Linked DNA regions of Mus musculus: region 1 is linked to region 2. The links are chromatin contacts, called in public HiChIP or PLAC-seq maps. All regions are on one chromosome and are shown on one strand. Each heading gives the region's core, a stretch centred on a gene start, on an enhancer-like site or on the middle of the called end of the contact. The rest is flanking DNA. Distances are from core to core; before and after follow the strand shown.

The links. HiChIP or PLAC-seq counts read pairs in DNA pulled down with a chosen protein or histone mark.
Region 1: an H3K27ac HiChIP or PLAC-seq map of bone marrow-derived dendritic cells shows a contact between it and region 2, with 2.4 times the contacts expected there. The contact joins two enhancer-like sites. A contact is called at or near these places in 1 of 115 datasets of contacts at active chromatin or transcription factors (bone marrow-derived dendritic cells) and 3 of 9 other capture datasets (adipose tissue, liver and pancreatic islet).

Annotation. Positions count from the first base shown.
Region 1 is chr11:99,185,484-99,191,531 of GRCm38.p6, forward strand. No RefSeq gene overlaps it. Among named protein-coding and RNA genes, the nearest start is that of Gm32249, 20 kb to the left of the region's middle. Within about 2 kb of position 1,553, at least 35 of the 459 cell types and tissues checked have an H3K27ac peak or open chromatin away from gene starts, as enhancers often do. A contact at or near this core is called in bone marrow-derived dendritic cells, where this site is marked.
Region 2 is chr11:99,071,409-99,077,257 of GRCm38.p6, forward strand. It overlaps Tns4 (tensin 4), which reads right to left. Exons shown (of 13, transcript NM_172564.3): 5 at 4,125-4,211; 6 at 3,707-3,832; 7 at 2,488-2,580; 8 at 2,264-2,341; 9 at 801-872; 10 at 1-77. Among named protein-coding and RNA genes, the nearest start is that of Tns4, 15 kb to the right of the region's middle. Within about 2 kb of position 2,558, at least 34 of the 459 cell types and tissues checked have an H3K27ac peak or open chromatin away from gene starts, as enhancers often do. A contact at or near this core is called in bone marrow-derived dendritic cells, where this site is marked.

The DNA.
Region 1 (6,048 bases), core at 303-2,802, 110 kb after region 2:
AGGAGCTGAGAGTTCTATGTCTTCATCCAAAGGCTGCTAGTGGAAGACTGACATCCAGGCAACTAGGGTTAGGATCTTATGCCCACACCCACAGTGACACACCCATTCCAACCAGATCCTATTCCAACAAGGCCACACCTCCAGATGGTGTCACTCCCTGGTCATCACACCATCCATCTACCTACCCATCCATCTAACTACTCATCTATCCATTCACCCATTCATCTATCCATCCATCCATCCATCCACCCACCCACCATCTACCCATTCATCCATCCATCCATCTATCCATCCATTCACCCATTCACCCATCCATCCATCTACCCACCAACCTAGCCACTCATTTACCCATCCACTCTTCCATTGGACATTTTCCTAGATTTTGTTCACAAATATATGATATATATTCATCATTGGGGACATAAGGATAGAAATTAACCAAATTTTTCTCTATCCCTGCCATGAGTCAGGTTATGAGGACATGTATAGACCACATCTTTGGGTAGAAGACAAACATGTAATGTCTCTCTGTAGTTGGAAGTAGAGATTTGGCAAAATTGCATCTCAACATCAGGGTAGCCATTCATCAGATTGTTGTAGTTCATATCCAGCAGGTGATGAGGCTCAGTGTCTCTTAAAGGTGAGCCAGGGCCACTTTTCAGCCACAACTCATGACCTTCACACAGTCCAACCCCTTGGGACATGCACCATCTTTTGAACTTTGCTAACCCTGAAGGATAAGTACACAGTATGACTGTTTTTTATGATTCTCAGTAGATGGGGGAACTCTTCCCTAAGCTTAATGATGTCATTGGTGCCAATCTTGCTGGAGTTACAGAGAACCCCTATTTTTTTCTATTGATTCTTTAGTCTGGTTTCCCTTGGACCCTGTTGCAAGGGAAGCAGGCTAGGGGCATTCCTGGGTTCTCTGTGCAATTGAAATGCCATCACAGCCACACTGAGAACCAGTGGATGGTAGGCATAGGCAGTTAGCATAACATTGGGGCCAATGCCTTCTCCAGGGCTGCTGGAAAAGGCTGTCACTCTCCCTTCCTAGAGGACATCTGCATAGGGCTGTATAGTGGAGTGTTAGACTGGCAGGCCTTTAGTGTTCTTCTAACATTGTTTCTTCTGATCCAGTGATTTTGTTTGTTTGTTTTGATTTTGTTTTTCAAGACAGGGTTTCTCTGTGCAGCCCTGACTGTCCTGGAACTCGCTCTGTAGTTCATGCTGGCTTTGAACTCAGAAATCTGCCTGCCTCTGTCTCCTGGATGCTCAGATTAAAGATTTGTGCCACCACTGCCCAGCAATCCAGTGTTTTGTTTTGTTTTGTTTTTTCTTTTTCTTTAAGGGCCATGATCATTATAGGACCATCAGAACCCAGTTTTGCGGAGTCTTTCAGAAAATCTTGGTTGAGAATGGAACTCTACCAGTGTTGTCTTAGTTCTATTATGTCAGCTGCGAATCTGAAGGATTTTCCCCTTCCTGGGCCTGAGGCAGAGAAGAGGAAGTGAGAACAAGAGGGGAGAGTTCTCTTACAGTACCTCTTACAGTACAACAACAACCAAAACCCCCTTGGGTTTGAGGAGCACTTAGGGCTTTTCTGTAGCCTGCTCCCCCATTCACAGCCTTTCTCATTTGGTCCTTAGAGCTCCCCCAGTGGAAGGTAGACTTCTGAGCTGCCCCAATTTTATTCTTTTTGTTTCTGACAGGGGGGATAGTCCTAGGAGAGGGTTCAGGTCTGGCCATTTGGGAAGGAGGGAATGATGCAGTCTGGGGAGATGCTGGAGTTTCTGAGATTCCTTGCAGGACCATAAACAAGAGGTAGCATTCTCAGGGCACTCAGATTGGGCCCCGATAATTAAGGAGGAAGAAAAGCCACCAGAACAGGTTCTCAACTGCATAGGGACCCAAGGCCAACTTAATGCAAACAAGAGCCGGCCTTATACCACAGCTCCGTCACCTCCTGCATGGCACTTCACAGAAAGCCTGAGAGCATTTGCGTAAGGCCACAAACACCTGGATGCTTCTTGTCCATTCAGTCCCCTAGGACATCAAGAAAGTCACTGTCTCAAATTCTCCACTCAACCCCCATCTCAGTGCTCAAGGCTTCTCCCCAGGGAAGGCAGCCCTTGACAGAGAAGGACAGGTTAACCTAAAGGAAAGAGACTAGCGGTGGAACACAGAACATGTAATAGCTTCATCTACTTGGAAACAAGGCTCTGGGGTCAGAGGTTATCATCTTCAAAGGTCACCATTCCCCTCCACTCCCCCATCATTCACCCCACTGTGTACCAACAGAGACAGAAGTCGCCGGCACAAACCTGTGTAGAATCTTTCCGGTCTCACCCTAAAAACTAACCCTCCTCCCAACCCTGCAGGCTTGGTTGATTTCTATAATGTCATAGCCCATTTACAAAGCGTTCTGTGTGCTCCCCAGGCCAACAAACTGGTCTATCATTCCCAAGGGCCTTGGTTAAGGGTCCCCTGAGTCTAAAATCCTGGCCCCGTGAGACTTTATCTCTCCAGACCCTCAGGTGGAGTTCGCCTCCCTACCTCTTCTTTTACCCCCGTGTCTTCCCGAGCACAGAAGAGCAGACAGGCTGTCAGGCAGGATTTGCCTTCCGTTGTATGCAAGTCAGGATTTGCTATCAGTGTTGCAGAGCCAGGGAAAGGGGAAAGCTCTGAGCAGCAGGAGCCTTGGGCCCAGCTCCGAGGAGAATCGTGAAGACCGAAGAAAGAAATGAGAAACCTTGGGTGGCTCTCACCTGTGTGGTCCTGTGAGGCAGAGAAGGCAGGAGGAGGATGACTGTCCCTCGGAGGGATGGCTGGCGGAGAGTTCTTAGAACTGGGCCCTTCTCTCTTAGAAAACAGAGAGAAGGAGATGGGACAGGGCTAAGCTGGAACAAGAGGGGAGAAGTGGAGGGGAGGAGACTGGGAAGAGCTCTGGTTCTCAGCCCAGACTGAATCCCACCCTTGGAGCAGTCATCCTGCCCAGGGGTCCAGGGCTTGTCTTTGAGCGTGAGTGGGAAGGGACCCTGGGCAGTATGCTTTTCTTTAGCCCCGAAAGAATGACAAATGGCCCCTGCACTTGATCTTTGTCCAGCAGAACGTCTGGCACCTCTTCTAACCACTGTGACCTCCTGCTCCTCTTCCAGTCCTGAGACTCCAAACCCTAACCAAGCCCAAGCCCAAGCCCAAAGGAAGTAAGAGAAAGCCACCATGATGTGTCCTTCCCAGCCAGTCTCATCTACAATCCATGTCACATACCCTTATTCTCAATACAACTAGGCCACAGAACAGTCTTTCCCAAACACTGACACTGGAATGTATAAAAACACACTTTTATATGATTTATCCCTACCCCCCACTCCACCCAGGCCTCCGGGCTTTCAAAGTTGTTCTGACTCCGAATCAATCTTTTCCAGTGCAAAGCAGAGGGCACTGGACTGGGAGAGGCTACCCTGGGAGCTGGCCCTGGTGCTCCAGTGTGCAACTCGGAGGTCCTGTAGCCACCTGGGTCCTGTCCTATGCTCAAATTGCTCTTCCACTTGACAAAGCACGGGGACCATATCACACTGGACCTCATCTGAGCCAAGTAAGGCTCTTGGCAGATACTGAATAATGTTGAATGAGTGAAAGACCAATGATTAACGGCCCAAAGGAAACTTAAAGTTACCAGCCTCTCTGCCCAGCCTGGGCTGCCACGGCTGACACAGCGTTCTGTCCCACTGACTGAGTCAGAAAGTTCCCATTTTCATTCTCTGTTCTCATTTCAACCGTAAAGATGAAGGTAGGGTCGCACGGGTCCCTGTCCGATCCCTGTATATAGCTTAGGTTCAGCTTTATTTAGCGAGATGACCAACTTGTTTCAGTTAGCCCAGGGACTTTCCCACAGTTGTGGTAAAATGCCCTTCCTCAATCTCAAACTGAGCGGAGTCAGATTTTGTCCGAGGTCCCTGCGGCCAGTTCTTGCCAAGCTCCTGTAGAGGGCGCTAGAGGCCAAGCAGAAGAGGCGGCTCCTAACCTGCCACTTCAGGTGGTTTGTAACAGCGCATCACAGGCGCTATCAGCCCTGGGATTATTGCTTCTCCCCTTAACCTTCCCATCAGGAAGTGCTGTCAGAGAAAGGATGCTTGGGTGAGATGCAGTCCCTATGCTTGTAAACTTCTCTGGTCCCGCTCCCCCTTGGCTCTTCTCTTCCTTCTTTTTTTGAGACTGGGTCTCACAGTGTGGCCCATGCTGGCCTGAAACTCATGTAGCCCGCCAGACTGGCTTCAAATTCACAGCAATCTTCCAACGTCAACTTCCAAGTGCTGAAGTCGTTCAGTGTGAGCCTCCAGGCCAGGCTTACTCTCCTTTCTTGATCCTAGTGCAGTAAAATGCTTGTAAATAAGTTGGCTTGTTGCAGGCTACCAGACTTCCAAACGGTCCTGTGCTAACTATCCGGCATTTCAGCTGCACTGACCTAGAACAACTCAGACCAGGAGTGGAAAAGTTGATTTTGTAAGCAAGGGACTCTCCCTCACCCAACTTTAACCCTTTTGAGTTCTTGCCTGGATTTCTGTAACAAAAGACAGATTAACAAGAAAAAAAAATCATGCAAAAAATGTAAACGTTTTATGGAACAGTAGAACCTTATAGAGAATGAAGACTGTATGCAAGGGGGGTGCAGTAAAGAAACTGCTCGCGTGGGCCACTCCATTAAATGTTTTGGTTGTGAATAAGGGAGGGAAATTATCCAGAGGCATCTGGAATTGTCCAGAGAAGAGAGAAAGAGAAACGGTTTGGATATGGCCAGGGCTCGAGAGCAGAGGATGAGGAATAGAGAGATGGAGGAGCAGGAGAGGGAGGTTGGGGACAACATTGCCATTATGCCATTACGTGGAGAGTGAGTGGGTATCTGGGAGATAGGAAGCCTGGGGAGGTGAGGAGAGACAGTAAGCCATTAGGAAGGCTTTGAGGTGTCTAACAAGTACTAGTGAGTAGTAGAGACTGAGGGAGCCTGGAGGCAGGATGGGCTTTGATGTGCTGATAAGTGCTATAGGTGTTCTTATCAATGGAGAGTCATTTCCCTTCTGCTGGAGGCAAGGCAATGATTGAGGACTGCTGGCCTCTACCAACCTGCCAGAAATCCTTCTGTTGTCCGGCTTGAGCTTCTTTCTTGACACCCGGGATGAGAGACCTAACAAAGACCCTAGGAAACAGGTGTGCAGGTGTGTGTGTGTGTGTGTGTGTGTGTGTGTGTGATAGGTTAGTGGCAGTGCAAAGTCTTCCACACCCCACAGGACAGGGTGAGGGTGGGTACTGGGGGAAACTGAGGGCAGGAGAAGCAAAGCTGGTATATTGGGGAGGCGGCAGGCTAGTTTAACCCATTCCCCATGTCTCTCTTGGGAACAAGGATGGTCTCTTCCAAAGTCATAGGGAGGACTCCTCTCGGTGCTGTCTTGAGACTTAGTTCAAGAGGAATGCAGAGAGACCATTTTTCAAATTTGATCTACTAAAATATTCAGTATTTGGGGGACATCACGTTTTTAATTTTTTTTTAAAACCTCTTGTGGAGCACCGCCAACTCCACCTGCATGTGGTAACACTGACCACTTGGTGAAACTGCCTATGCCTTGCCTGTTGCCAGGGTTCTGCCCAAGCTACGGACACTGTTGGGCTGACTGCCATATTCTAAGTCAAAGTGGGGTCAATCTTCCTAAGTTCCTTCTCCACAGGAAAACCTCTCAAACCTGGGGTTAGGAGCCAAAGGCTGATGCTGCACTCTATGGCAGCTAAAACTTAAATTCTGTCCTGTATGAAGACCGACCACTGCCCCCAGTGAAGCCATCGAGACCATAGGAGCCCAGGGTGACAGTCTAGGTAGTGGTAAGTCTCTGTCATTCTAACTGAGACATTATTTGGTTTCTATAATTTATCCTTCTCAGATTTCTGATGGTGTTGGTAGCTTCATCAATTTAGCAGCAGCAGCAGCTACCTGGCCGATGCACATCATATATAAAAACCATGTCTTACTTTTCTAGAGCTATTGGCTCAACTGAT
Region 2 (5,849 bases), core at 1,308-3,807:
TGAGATAGCCTTCTGCACAGCCAGGGCTCCGCTCAGGGTCTCCACACTCACAGAACTCAGGTACAGTGTGTGGCAACCTGTGGGGTACAGATAGGAAACAGGATCTGTAGCCAGGGTCTTATAGTGTGTGTGGATCCCTGGATTCTGGTCCTTCCTTTGCCCAGGGACAGGGATGGGGGAAGAAATGCCTTTCTGCATTAGGAATCCATGGGATTCTTTTAGAGCCACCAAAAATACTTGGAGTACAAGGGTGACCAAAACTGTTTTTCCTCTACTTAGGGCTATCCTACCCCCGTGGCGAGCATAGAGAGAGAAAGGAGGACAGCCTTTGTGATCTGGGGAGTGGGGCACAAAATAGGAGCTGTCACTGAGTATTGATGGATGCTTAGCCTCTGAAGTGGGGAGAGGACTAGGGCTTTGAAATCCATATGACTCAGACCTCATCCCCCACCGAGGAACCAGACCTGGAGACCACCCCCAGGGCAGGAATCTCAAACACAGAAAGGCCCTAGTATAGATCCGTGTACAGTGTGTGCAAGGGGTGTTGGCTTTCAGCTTACCCACCCCCTGCCCCCAACACTCTTCTTCCCTCCCCACTGGCCCACAGCATCAACCTCTCATCTCTGGGTTTATGGAGCCGAGGAGGGGGGCAGTGGGTTGTTAAAGCTGTAGAAACAAAGCAGTAATGGAAAGCATGTGTGGGCCTGTGTGTGTGTGTGTGTGTGTGTGTGTGTGTGTGTAGGGCTGGGGAGTGGTCTCCAGGGTTGCAGTGAGCCTGGCGCCTCCCCTATACCACTTACCGGCTGATATCTTCAGGCAGGAGGTCTGGCCGTGTGTGGGGGAGTCCGATGCTGGCTCTGCACCTCCCAGTTCTGAGCAGAGGCAAAGGGAAATGCCCAGGGGAGAGGGTGGAATGAGCGGACCTCTCTCAGGGGAGCAGCCCTCAAGAATCCCTTTGAACATCTCCCACAGCCTCCCACAGGGATGACAGGCTGGGAAGCCAGGTGTGATTGCCTCAATTACAGAAACAAGGACAACCTTACCTGGTTTGCAAGTCTTTGATCCCTTCCTACCTCTATCCCCGGCCTCCCAGGTCCTGGCCCCGCTGCTCAGACCACTTCCTCACAAGCCCCAGACTTCTTCTTTTGGACCCCATCCTAGCCCCCTCTTTCAAGAGTAGGGATGCTGTCTCCATCGCTTGTTTAGGGCTGGCTCTTCCTGTCCCCTCTTCACCTTCATTCCTGCGCAACTGAGATGACCCATTGGTCCAGAAGCTCCAGTGGATGAGGCTGCTGACCTGGGCTTGGGGTCCCCTCTACCCCCACTCCCCACCCCCATCCCTGCCCACAAAACAGGGTTTCTCTCTGTAGACCAGGCTGGCCTTGAACTCACAGAGACCCACCAGGCTCTGCCTCCTGAGTGCTGGGATTAAAGGCATTGTAGCACCACTGCCAGACATTTTTTAAAAATTATTATTTTTTATCAGTCTTATTATATTGTGCTGACTGAACTAGAACTCACTCTGTAGCCTTAAGCTCCTGGTCATCCTGCTGGGATTATAGGCAAAGGCCACAGCTTCATTTGTTACCAATGAAATGGGGCAGTAGGCAAGAGTTATACAGGGGGTGGTAGTGGCGTACGTTTGGAGAATAACATCAGACGCGTTCGTCAGCTGTTGGATTTAGGCTCTTTTATCCTTTCAAAGAAGGCTGCTGACTCTCTAAGGCAGCAGCTCTCAACCTTTCTAAGGCTTCGACCCTTTAATACAGTTCCTCATGCTGTGGTGACCCCCACTATAAAATTACTTTCATGGCTACTTCGTAATTGTAAGTGTGCTACTGTTATGAACTGTCATGTAAACATCTGATACACAAGGTATCTGATACGAGACCCCTGTGAAAGGGTGGCTCAACCCTTAACCAAAACAGGCTGAGAAACACTGCCCTAAGGTCTACTCTGAACCAGGCACTGTGTAGTAAGCCTGGCCTGAAAAATCTCACTGAATCTGGTCGATGGTTGTTCTTATTTGTGTGTGTGTGTGTGTGTGTGGGTGGTGGTGGTGGTGGTGGGGAATGGCATGGCATGGCAGTGGCACCGAGGCTCAGAAGCATAAACATCCTTAAATTCTCACAGGCGGGAAGTGGAGGACCACACGGACCTGGTCCAGAGCAAGCACATGCCACACTGGCCCTAATAAAATTCATAAACAAGGTTGAAGTAGCCACTGGAAGCCTTTTTAGTGGGACCGACAGCTTTGACCTACCTTTCTGTGGGATGGTGAGTTTGCAGGGCAGGGCCAGGGCCATAATGGAGTGCTGGCACACGAAGGAAGAGAGGCTCCCTGCAAGGGAGAAGGGAACTCTCAGTGAGTAGAGCTTTCTCAGACCCCTTCACAGTGCAGGAAGCCAAGCCCAGAGGCATGGAGACTGGGGAGGCTGGGGAGGCTGCTAGTGGCTGGGGAGGCTGCTAGTGGCTGGGGAGGCTTACCAAAGTAGGGCTCCTCATCTGCTCCTTTCAGATGTACTCCTTTGGCCGAAGACTCAATCAGGAAGTGACGGATAAGGTCACTGCTGTCCTCGCCTAGACAAAGAAGGAAGGAGTTTTGTTTCAGATCCTTGTGTTAGCCAGACCCTGGCCAGCTTGGCCCTGCCCACTTCTCCCAGGTCTACCCCAGGCTGTCATGATACCCTCTGCCTCCCCGTGGAGGTGCAGATAGGAAACCTGTTTTCATGGACTCCAAGGTGCTAGCACGTTTGCACAGAGGGGTCTGTATTTTGAAACTCACCCACCCATCCCAGGTGCCATTATTTCCTATCAGCTCATCCCTGTTGGAGCAGAGCTGGCTCTGACCCCACCCACCACAGCTTACTCCTTCATCTGGGCTCATTGCCTCTTGCAAGGCTTCTTTGAAAATCGAAGCCTGCCCCAGAAGTTGCTGAATCCCCCACTCCCAACATTATGCTGTGGCTACAACCCATGTTAAGCAATACTTCTACCTCTGAGCCAACTCCCCAAATCCCTGTTAACAGGACAAGGTTGGGGGGTCTACCCTCATTCTACACCTTAAATTCCTTGGAGGTCATTCACTCCTAATTGGGTTAAGTGAGGGGACTACTACCCTGGGACTTTGTAGTACTGGCATGATTTATTCTCATCTGCCTCCCCAGTAAGGTAGTTTCTGTGCGCGAGCCCTCTATACACATGCCTGGTTCCTTACACAGGGCCTGGTATAGATAGATCTTCTAGATCTCTCAAGAGACGTGTGCTGAGTTACCAGATGACCACGTGAGATTATAGGTGGGCCATTACACACATGTTAAGCTCTCTCACACAGGATGAGCTACTGAACACATGGCAAATTATTTTATGAATGATAAGCTATCGGGAGTGTGATAAGCCCACAAATACATTAGTTATATTAGGTTCCTGGAGATGAGTCCAGGCTAGACAGAGGTGCCCAGAAGACAGCAGCCTGAGGAGAGGCTGGGACCTTTTTTCAAGGGTGGAATAGGGAATCTGGGGAGGCAGGGGCATCTCAGGCTTTCAGAGTTGGTCTCCATGGTGCCTAGGTGCTAGAGGGTGGGCTGGGAGAGCTGAGAGGTAGACTGTCCTCCCTGGAGTCACCCTGATAGTCACTGTCAAGCTGGGGCAGAGTCAACCATGGTGGGGGCTCCAAGGTGATCAAGCAAAAGATGTACATACATACCTGGTCGGTTTGGAGCAGATGCGGAAGTCTCCTGTACCTTCAGGGCAAGGCCGAAGGAGCCTCTGTAGGAGGAACTGTCCCTGATGACAAAGGCACCCGGCTTCTCCGTCCTCAGGAGATTGATTGCTGAAACAGTCTTCAGTTAGAAGGCCATCCACTCTCCCACTCTCTAATCCCATCCGCATAGGGATGTCACACAACCATTTGTCCCCAGGAAGTCTTTCTCCAGTCTACTTTCTGCATGTTTTGGTTATTTCCTAATGAGGCCAGCAGGTCACCCACACTTCCGCTGCCTGCTGTTTGTCACCTGCTTTTTTTTTTAACCATGACCTGGGGCCCCATCTGCCTGCTTCGCATGGTTACTGAGTTGATATGATTACTGAGTGGCCTGTCCTCTGGGACCCAGTCCTGGCTTTACCTTGCTCTCGAGTGATGCTTGGCTTAAACCAATACTTTGATGTGTCCATCACGAACTTCATGGTGGGCTGCATGTCCTTGGCAGGACCTGGAGACAGGCAGAGAAGAGGCGCGCTGTAGACTGGATAGAGGGTTGCTAGGAGACGACTATAGAAAGTGCAGGAGACCCGCCCTGATCCTCTTCCCGGAGATCCCATTCTGCTCATCCTTCCTGAGCCCAGGAAGATCTCCCGGGTCTCTCCAAGTAGCTCCTGGAGGGAAATCCAGCTGGAGCTGGAGCTCACTGCACAGAGTGCTTGCCTAGCATGCACAAGGCCCTGAGTTTGATCCCTAACACAACATAAAACCAGAACTGGTGGTGCATGGCTCTGATCCCAGTGTTTGGGAAGCCAAGGCAGGGGGACAGCATTGAGCACAAAGCCAGCTTGACTACAGAATGAAACCCTATCACGAAAGCTGACAACAGTCCTGGCAAGATGGCTCCGTGGGGAATAGCTGTTGTGATGCAGGTCTGACAACCTGAGTTTGATCCCCTGAACCCACTTTTTTCTACCCCACTCGCTCGCTCCGGCCATATTTATTTCATATATGTGAGTACATAGTCACTGTCTTTAGAAACAGCAGAAGACGGCATCAGATGCCCATTTCAGATGGCTGTGAGCCACCATGTGGTTGCTGGGAACTGAATTCAGGACCTCTGGAAGAGCAGTTGGTGCTCTTAATAGCTGAGCCATCTCTCCAGCCCTATTTTATTTTTATGAATACACTGTAGCTGTTTTCAGACACACCAGAGGAAGGCATTGGATCCCATTACAGATGGTTGTGAGCCACCATGTGGTTTCTGGGAATTGAACTCAGGACCTCTGGAAGAGCAGTCAGTGCTCTTAACCACTGAGCCATCTCTCCAGCCCCCCTAAACCCACTTTTAAAAAAATCATTGGCAGCCGGGCGTGGTGGCTCACGCCTTTAATCCCAGCACTCGGGAGGCAGAGGCAGGCAGATTTCTGAGTTCAAGGCCAGCCTGGTCTACAGAGTGAGTTCCAGGACAGCCAAGGCTACACAGAGAAGCCCTGTCTCAAAAAACAAAACAAAACAAAAAACAAACAAAAAATCATTGTTTGACTTCCACGTGTGTCCTGTGGCATCTGCCCCACCCCGGCAACAATGATAAAAGTTTTTTGTTGCTGTTTTAAAGGCATACCTGAGGTGCCATTTTTTTCTGTTTATGTTGCTTTTATGGGAGTGACTCATCTGGGACTACAAGTGAGTAGCTCATATACACATCTTGGGAAGCCCAAGGAGGAGCCAGGCTCTGCCTGCAGATGGCTGAGGGGGGAGTGTCTGGGACAATGTCCTCAGGTCTCTGTGCATGGGAGGTATGTGCCCAGAGAATGCTTCGGCTCAGCCTGTGTTTACTGTTTCGGATTCTTTGGAAGTCTGTAGTCACAGGCTCCAGGAAGGAGGGTGTTTGCTGTTTTGTGGTTTTCAGCCATCTGTGTTGGAATGTATTGTCTCCATTCTGTTTGCCCCCTCTATGTTATCGTCAGCATCATCCATGAGTGAACGTCAGAGTGAGGACTGATGCACCCTCTGGCTCTCCTTGGATCAGCCAGTTAGTCACTAAGCCTCTTGCTCAGATAGCCTGAGGGTTGCCTGGCTCCCTTTACCTCAATTGCCCAGCCCTGATTCTAGCCCTGCAACCCTTCTGCCAAGCTTCCGGGTCAAT